Linked DNA regions of Mus musculus: region 2 is linked to region 1. Evidence: chromatin contacts called from public HiChIP or PLAC-seq data. All regions are on one chromosome and are shown on one strand. The core of a region is the stretch at or near the end of the contact, and the rest is flanking DNA. Distances in the headings are between cores, read along the strand shown.

Region 1 (3,711 bases), core at 396-2,895:
CTAAACTCAACGGAGATATCATAGCTCAGAGGTGCAAAGCACGGTGTGTTCTAGCGGTGGGAGACCCCAGAGAGTTCCCTAGTGAAGCTCTGCCCACCCACTTGCTATTGCCTGAACTGCAGGCAGTTAGGAGGAAGCGTGGTCTGTCCTGCCACACTGAGGAGGAAGTTGAAAATGCAAGCAGTCCAAGAGGAGATCACCTCCAAATTCTCTCCACCCGTTCCCACCCTGCCCATCACTTCAGTTATCAGAAAACAACCCGGGGGTGCTGGGGCGATGGTTCAGCTTGTAAGACTACTGCCTGCTCTTGCAGAGGACCTGGGTCAGTTCCAGCACCCACATAGCAGCTCACCAGTATCTGTAGCTTCCAGTTCCAGGGGATCCAATGCCCTCTTCTGACCTTCACAGGCACTAAGCACGCATTCACTCAAGCAGACAAACTTGTCCCCATAAAGTAAAAACAAATAAATCTTTTTTAAAAGCATAAACCCGTCATGTTGCTTTGATACCTGACATCTTCCGTGAGTGTGGCATTACACACATTTTCCACGCCACCACATGTTTCTTTAGCCGCTTCAGCATTCCAACACAGACCTGTGAGAATTTTTAGAAATAATTCCGTATGGTTGATCATCAGTACAGACGACAGTGGTTGGTGGCTAGAATTAGGAGTCTTAGTCCTAAGGGTTGTAGCAGAGTCTCCAACTAAATGAGACTGTAAATTAAAGCAAACTGCTTAACTCTTAGGCTTTGAGTTTCCTAATTTTAAAATAGGAATGTTTTCACCATCAAATTGTCCTAAGGGATGAATCAATCAATCAATCAATCAATCAATCAGTCAACATAAAAGTTCTCGCTTTCCCACAGCCTTGCCTTAAGTGAAATATATCAAGTTAAATAAAGTTTTAATCAATTTTATAATAAAATAATATTTTTAAGCTGTTTCTTTGACTTATTGTCTCTTAATAGCTTGAATAGATCTTTATATAGTAGCCATTTTTCCCCATGACACAAGTTGAAAGTATGTTCCTTCAGTCAGAATCAGTCACATTTTAAGTTTGAACTAGTTTGATTTTTAAAGCTTACAAATAAAAAAAAAGATTCCAACAGACATTCTCTTGCCAATCTTGAGCAACTTATGAAGACCCTACACATGTATAAATGATCAGCCTGATATGGCCCAGCCCGGGACCCAGCAGATGGTGGGGCCGAACTGCACATCTGCTGTATTATTAATGACTACCGTGACAATAAGTAAGAGTCTTAGACAGAACCGGCACAGCACGCTGGTAACTTGGATTCGAGGCTCCTAAGTGACAGCTAACCATTGTCCCATGTTGTCCTTTAAGATGATCTTTGTAAAAAGAAAGATTATTTCCCTACTGAACTTGAGGATCCTGAGAAATTTAAAGAACTAAACAGACTAAGGGAAGAAAAGAGACCGAAGAGAACTGACCTTTGAGGTGGAGATTGTGTCCTTTAGCGGCAGAGCTGGGGCCTCCTACCTGGGAACACTGGGCTCCCCACAGGCAGGGTGGTCTGACATCGGGCAAGAGTGCCAGGAAGATCTCAAGAGATGGGTCTGCAAAAAGTTCATATTCTAGTCTGATGCCAGAGTCTCAAAGCCAAGGGTTCTCTCTGTCTACCCCACAGAGGGCCTCTGACTGTCCCTATAAACAAACAAGCAACGCCCTGTCTGCCCACCCCTGATAAAGCGAGCGTTCAGAAAGGAGGCTCCCCAAAAGCAAGGGACCCGTCTACTGCCTCGGCAAAGAAGGACCTTTACCCCAACTCTCTTTTCCCCCAGTGCTTGGTGACAACCATGACTCCTAAAATTTGATTCCATTGTTCCTTTTTAAAAATGAAGGCTTGCTCTCTTGTACTTCCCAATAAGCATAAATTAGAAGCTTTATAGATGGAACTGAAGACCATTATGTTGGGGGAAATAGGGCAGACTCAGGAAGATTAGTTTTCTCCCATATGTGGGATTTATGTTTAGGGGTTTGTGGGGTGTGTGTGTGTGTGTGTGTGTGTGTGTGTGTGTGTGTGTAAGCACGTGTAGGTTATGAAAGTCAAAAGGAGACCATGGGAGAGGAGAAAGAAACCATAAAAGGCCAGGGGAGAGTAAAGTAATACGGGCAATTTGAAAGCACAGGGAGGAGCATTGGGGAGGAGGGAGAGCAGTAAGAAGGGGTTGGGAGTGTGTGAGAAGACACTGGGTGGGGGAATGAATAAGAACAAAGTGTAATGATGTGTACATATGCAACTGCCACCAAGAAACCCATCCCTTTGTACACTAACTTTTAAATTTTGACTTAAAAATTAGAAGGTTGGTTTCAAGATACCCACCAACCGGCCACGGCTTTTATCTCCAGCTACACCTTGATATATGCTTCCAGACAAGCCAACTTGCTTCCCGCCCCTCCTCTCACGTCACACCCTCCCCAACTGACTAGCCTTCTTCATATCGATTGTACTCACAGCAACACCAAATATGCACGTGGACTTTTATAAAAATGCACTGGTCACTCAGAAGTCCCCGGGGTTTCTTTTTTCAGTCATCACTGGGTTTCGAATCTAGCAGATTCCAGTGGTGGCCTGAACTGTGTCCCCTGTTGATGGCTGAGCTGTCACTTTCAGTGTAGCTGAGACTTGTCAGCAAGCTGTAGAGCTCCAGAAGCTTTTTTGCTTACTGTCTGAGATTCTATGCAAAGGCTCGTGGCCTGTGGTCATCCCTAAAGTTCACTGTAGGTAAGGCATCACGGGAGGAGCCCTGAGCCAGCTTTACTACATAACTCCTCCAAGATTTCCCACTTGTTCCCCGGACTAAAGAAACCCTTTTCTTCTCCTAGATCTTCTTCTGTAAATCCTTGCACTAAAGGACTTGTCTTACACTTTGCTTTGGGAATGGAGGTGGGTTGCGCTAGTTCATTCACCTGGCTCTGTGTTCATCTCCAACACACACCTCTCTCTCTCTCCCTCTCTCTCTCTCCTCCTCCTCCTCCTCATCATCATCATTCATATTAGGAAACCTCCAACTGCTCTCTCTCCTAGTTAACCTGAATATATAACAATCATACATGTACTCACCCTAGAATGCTAGAGCTTACGTCTCCCATCTGTTGACAGTCATAACTGAGTCATAACTCAGTCTTTGTCTATGTCCCTTCTCCCGAGTTTTAATTGCTTTGTTTTCAGACAGTATCTTACTACATAATTCAGGTTGACCTCAAACTCCTAACCTTCCTGCATCTGCCTCGTGAGTGGTGGTAGTACAGCCATTTACAAACTCAGGCCCACCATGCTTTGCTTTAAGGGGTTTATTGACAAAGGTCTGGACTTCCAGCTACATAACTGTGGTTTCCTGAACGAGGCACTATTAAAGAACGTTTATTGTCTTTTCTCCTTTATTTGAGGCAGAGTCTGCCTGCATACTCCACGCTGGCCTTACACTGAGGTTCTCCTGGGTGCTATGATTATAGACACTCATCCCAGCGCTTGACTCTGGTACTTTTTCCTGGCTGTTGAAGTATAAATATCCACTGTAAAAATTCACAAAATACAGGAAAGCTTAAACAAGACAATTGTAAGCCCTACTAATAAAACAAGATTTATTAATAATTTTGCTGTGCCTTCTCCCACTTTCTGTTTTTTGTTTTGTTTTGTTTTGTTTTGTTTTGTTTTGTTTTGTTTTGTTTTTCCAGAGAGGGT
Region 2 (4,169 bases), core at 517-3,016, 1.4 Mb before region 1:
AGGTCCATCGCATCCCTATAAGTTAGATGGAAGCCCCTCCCTCAGCCCCAACCTTCCCTTTACCTGGCAGCTTCTCCCAAGAGCCTCCTGTCCATCTGTCTTGGGAAGGAGCCATTTTGGATAATCTAAAGAGGAGGCAGGCTATGAGAGACCATAAACAACTTGTAGAGGAACCCAAGTCCTGGTAGGGAAGATGAGAAGTGTTTAGATACTATCTGGTCAGATCCAGGACTTGAGCACACACACAACTACACAGCCTGCTGCAGGACCCACAGTTAGACTCCCAGAAACTTCTACATAAGCAAAGTTAAAGGCCACAGGTGGTGGTGGTGCACGCCTTTAATCCCAGCCCTTGGAGGCAGAGGCAGGCGGATTTCTGAGTGCAAGGCCAGCCTGGTCTACAAAGTTAGTTCCGGGACAGCCACCGGGACTATACAGAGAAACCCTGTCTCAAATCCCCCCCCCCAAAAAAAAAGCCCACAGGCACAACAGATTGCTTAGGTAGATCTGCGTGTGTGTCCCCTCTCTACTCTATACAAAACTCTGGTAATTAGTTCGTGGGAGACTATAAACCCCAAGCAGGCTTATAACTGCTGTGTTCACGGGCAAACTCAAAAGGGACATAAGTGCCTTCCTAGATCTGACCAAATCTCGAGAATGAACAGATTGTGAGTTCCATGACAGCAGAAAGCAGTATATAAGAAGGTAGTTCTGGGAAAGGGCTGTGGTTGAGCCGTGGGGTAGAGAGAGGCCCAACTGAAGGGAGTGTGCTGGCTGCTGTCTTTTTCAGTGATTATAAATTAATAAGGTGGCTTCTCACACCAGTTGATCTTGTGCGCGGCTTTGACATGGATGCGCCTGCTCTTTGGAGACTGGATGTCAATAAACAAGCAAGTTTCCTGGCCGGAAAATGGTGAGAACTCGGGGCACAGAGTGGAATCCGGAGCCTGCCTCTCCAGACCAGGGCCTTTTGCAGAGCACCTGCGAAGCAACAGCAGTCCTCTGGCAATCAGTATTGTCTGGTTTGATAGAGGGTTGGCAGCTTGCTCAAGGTAAGCAAATGTGGCAGCCTGTTCCATTTGCTAGGCACCACTGCCAATCTGGAGCAATGAGTTTCACGTGGGTATGCATTTCCTTAAGTCATTCTCTCCATTTTGCAGAGGAGGAAACTGAGGCTCAACAAAGCATCTTTTGGCAGATACTGCAATCCAGGCACCTGAAGTAGGTAGGCTCTGTGGCACAACTAACCAGGTAGGGCTGATCAAATCAGTGGTGGAGAATTCGGGGAGAAAGGGCTCCCCAGCCTTGCAATTCCAAGGAGTGGGCCCCAGGCTTTACTCAGCTGTGCCCACAGTCTCTAGCGGCGCTACTGCAAAGGGAACGGAATTTGCTCTTGACGTCTCTCTAGGGGGAACGCAGGCGCAGAAGGCCAGGGGCCTGGCGGGCTAACTGCAGCCCCAGCCCCCCAAAGCGCCCCAGGCCTTTTGGCTTCGTTCCAAGCCTAGCCCGAAGGGGAGGACATCTGCTTCCTCCAAGTGTCCCAACTGAAGGGCAGAGAGGCGAAGGAGAAGGGGACTCCTTTGCCGAGCCCCACTCCCAGGGGTTCGTGAGGATCAATCATCAGAAAACTAGAGCCACTTGTAATCTTATTCCCTGGTAGGAGGAGTCTGAGTAGTCGGCACGCGGGAGGGAGGAGATGGGACCAGGGCGGGGGAGGGCGGCCAGGGGAGCCGCTCAGGGAGGGGAGGGACTTGGCTAGGTTTCTCAAGCCTTCTTCACTCTCCAAACTTTCACCAAACTCTTAGCCCCCGCCTCCCCGAAACCAAAACACAACAAGCTCTGGAGGAGCGGCAGGCAACGCGGCGGGGCGGGAGGACTGGCGGCTGCAGAGAGCCTCGGGAGGCTGATGCAACTTTCCCTTTAAGAAAGCCACCTGGGCGCACCGCGGTGCGGACCCAGCACGCCTGGGCCGGGGGCAGCAGTATGGTAAGAGAGCTGGGGGAAGGGGGCTTTGCGGCCCGAGCCTAGGTCTGTCCAGCCGTCGTTCTGGGCGTTTCTGTGACTCTGGGAGGCTGAGCCCCAGGATGTGTATGGATGTGTGTGTGGTGCGTGGATGAGATAGCGTTTGCTTGCGGGTATCTGTGGCTAAGAGTGTGAGTGCTCGCACTGGGATGTCTGTCTCGCCGCGAAGGTCTGGGTAGGTGCGTGTGTCTGTGTGTCATCGTTGTCACCAAGGAACTAAAGCAGACGGGAGGGAGGGTGATTTCGGAATGGAGGGGGTGCGTTGCGTGCCGACGCCGGCTCGGTCGGAGGTGGTTGGTACGGGGCTGTGCGCGCAGCGCCGGAACCGAAGAGCGTCTTCGGTCTTTCTGGGGCGCCAGTGGGTCTGCCGCGGCCGGGAGCCGGCAGCGGGGTCTGTGCCCCGCGTGCAGCCTCTCGCCCCACCTCCTCTCCCAGCCGTGCTGGCTATCTATCTGGGCGCCGCAGCCGGCGGCCTTCCTAATCTGCCCGCCCACTCGCCCGCCGGGTGCCGGTTCCCGCGCGCCCGCGGTTCCTGGGAAGCAGCGAGGAAGAACCCCAGCGCCCTCCGGTTCTCTTTTGTCCGCGGCTCGCGTGGCTGCAGCGTTGAGAAGGGATTGCGGGGCGGAGAGTGGTTTTGGGGGACTGCTACTCTGGGGGGAAAAAATCCACGCCCTGCCACTCGAGCCTTCACTCTAGCCTTCCTTCTGGGCATGCTTGCGGCGAGTGCGGGCGGCCACAGGTGAGGCCTGGTTTCCCGCAGCTCCCGAGCGCCTGCTCCCAGCCTGTACCCCGCAGCAGGCAGCCACACACGGGCCGGAGCTGAGGCCAGCGAGCCGGGAGGGGGCTTGCCCGCAGACCCGGGAGGGGCCGAGGACGGGCGGGGGCGGGGCAAGGGGGCGGAGACCTCGGCACCCGGGTACTTTTCCACCGCGGGGGGCGGGGCGGCATCCTCCACGCCAGCTGAGAGGCGCACACGTGGTGGCTGATGTAACGCCCGCCCCCCAACACACCTTGCACACTGATTAAAGCGAACCGGTCTCGTTTCGAGGAAGTGGGCACTCCGGGCGGTGCCATGACTCCAAAAGTGACCGCGCCCCACACTGCCAGCCCGTCCCGGGCCTTCAAGTCCGGCCGGGCAGCTACTTAAAGGGGCCGCACCCCCTCTCGGGTCTGTTTTCCATAGGCCACGCCCCTCGCTAGTCACTCTTAAAGGAGCCGCGTACCCACCTAGCACTCTATGATAGCTCCCTCACAAAGCCTGTTCTACTTTTTTTCCTTTTTTTCTTGTTTTTTGGTTTTGTATTTTGAGACAGAATTTCTCTGCGTAGCCCTGGCTATCCTGAAACTTGCTCTATACACCAGGCTGGCCTTGAATTCAGAGATCTGCCTGCCTCTGCCTCCCAAGAGCTGGGTCTAAAGGTGTGTGCCACCACTGACTGGTTTCTGTTCTATTTTTTAAATGAAGCAAGTCTGAGGCTATGACTGTTAGAAAGATAAAGGATAGAGGGCAAGGAATGGGCAAAAAGAACACCTAAGATAAAGACATCTCCAGAGAGGCAAAAGGTTAGAGAGCGGGTGATAGGATTGGTTAGGGACTAGCGGAGAACATTGAGCGTGCCCAAGTGTTTCAAAGACTTCAGAGAAAACGCTCCCTTCCTCCTTATGTTCAGCGGGACTACAGTAGTATAGTTCTCAGGATATAGAAGAACCACACGTCTGCCCTGGCAGACCTCTCCAGACAGAGGGGGTGGACAGAAGCCAGCATCTTGCATATATTGCATTCTTGAAGGGTACCATGGAAGGGTCGACTGCAGAAGGAGGAGGAAGGCTTCATGAAGATAATGGCATGGGGTCTGGTTTTGATGTTGGTAGGCAATGTATTGACCAGTGAAAACTGGGGACCAGAGACCCTTACAGAGGGAACTATTGCCCGAGCAAAGGTGGGGATGCAGGAAGCCCCTGAGTTTGCAGCAAGTAGCTGGCTTGGTGCCCCAGACAGGAGACTTTATGCACACAACACTGTGCTAACATCCCTGTGGTAGTGAATAGAGACGGTGTCTCCTCCCTCCGAATTGTAAAGTACTGGAGACCTGTTGCCTCTAGTTACTAGTGAGGGCTTAGTTCATATAGACCCCTAAAATTGGTCT

The links. HiChIP or PLAC-seq counts read pairs in DNA pulled down with a chosen protein or histone mark.
Region 2: a contact with region 1 is called in an H3K27ac HiChIP or PLAC-seq map of cardiomyocytes, with 11 times the contacts expected there. The contact joins the promoter of Slc6a9 here to the promoter of Ermap in region 1. A contact is called at or near these places in 2 of 39 promoter capture datasets (erythroid cells and hippocampal neurons) and 1 of 115 datasets of contacts at active chromatin or transcription factors (cardiomyocytes).

The regions. Positions count from the first base shown.
Region 1 is chr4:119,188,350-119,192,060 of GRCm38.p6, forward strand. It overlaps Ermap (erythroblast membrane-associated protein), which reads right to left and starts at 1,646. Exons shown (of 13, transcript NM_013848.3): 1 at 1,457-1,646; 2 at 510-594.
Region 2 is chr4:117,833,492-117,837,660 of GRCm38.p6, forward strand. It overlaps Slc6a9 (solute carrier family 6 (neurotransmitter transporter, glycine), member 9), which reads left to right and starts at 1,767. Exons shown (of 14, transcript NM_008135.4): 1 at 1,767-1,986.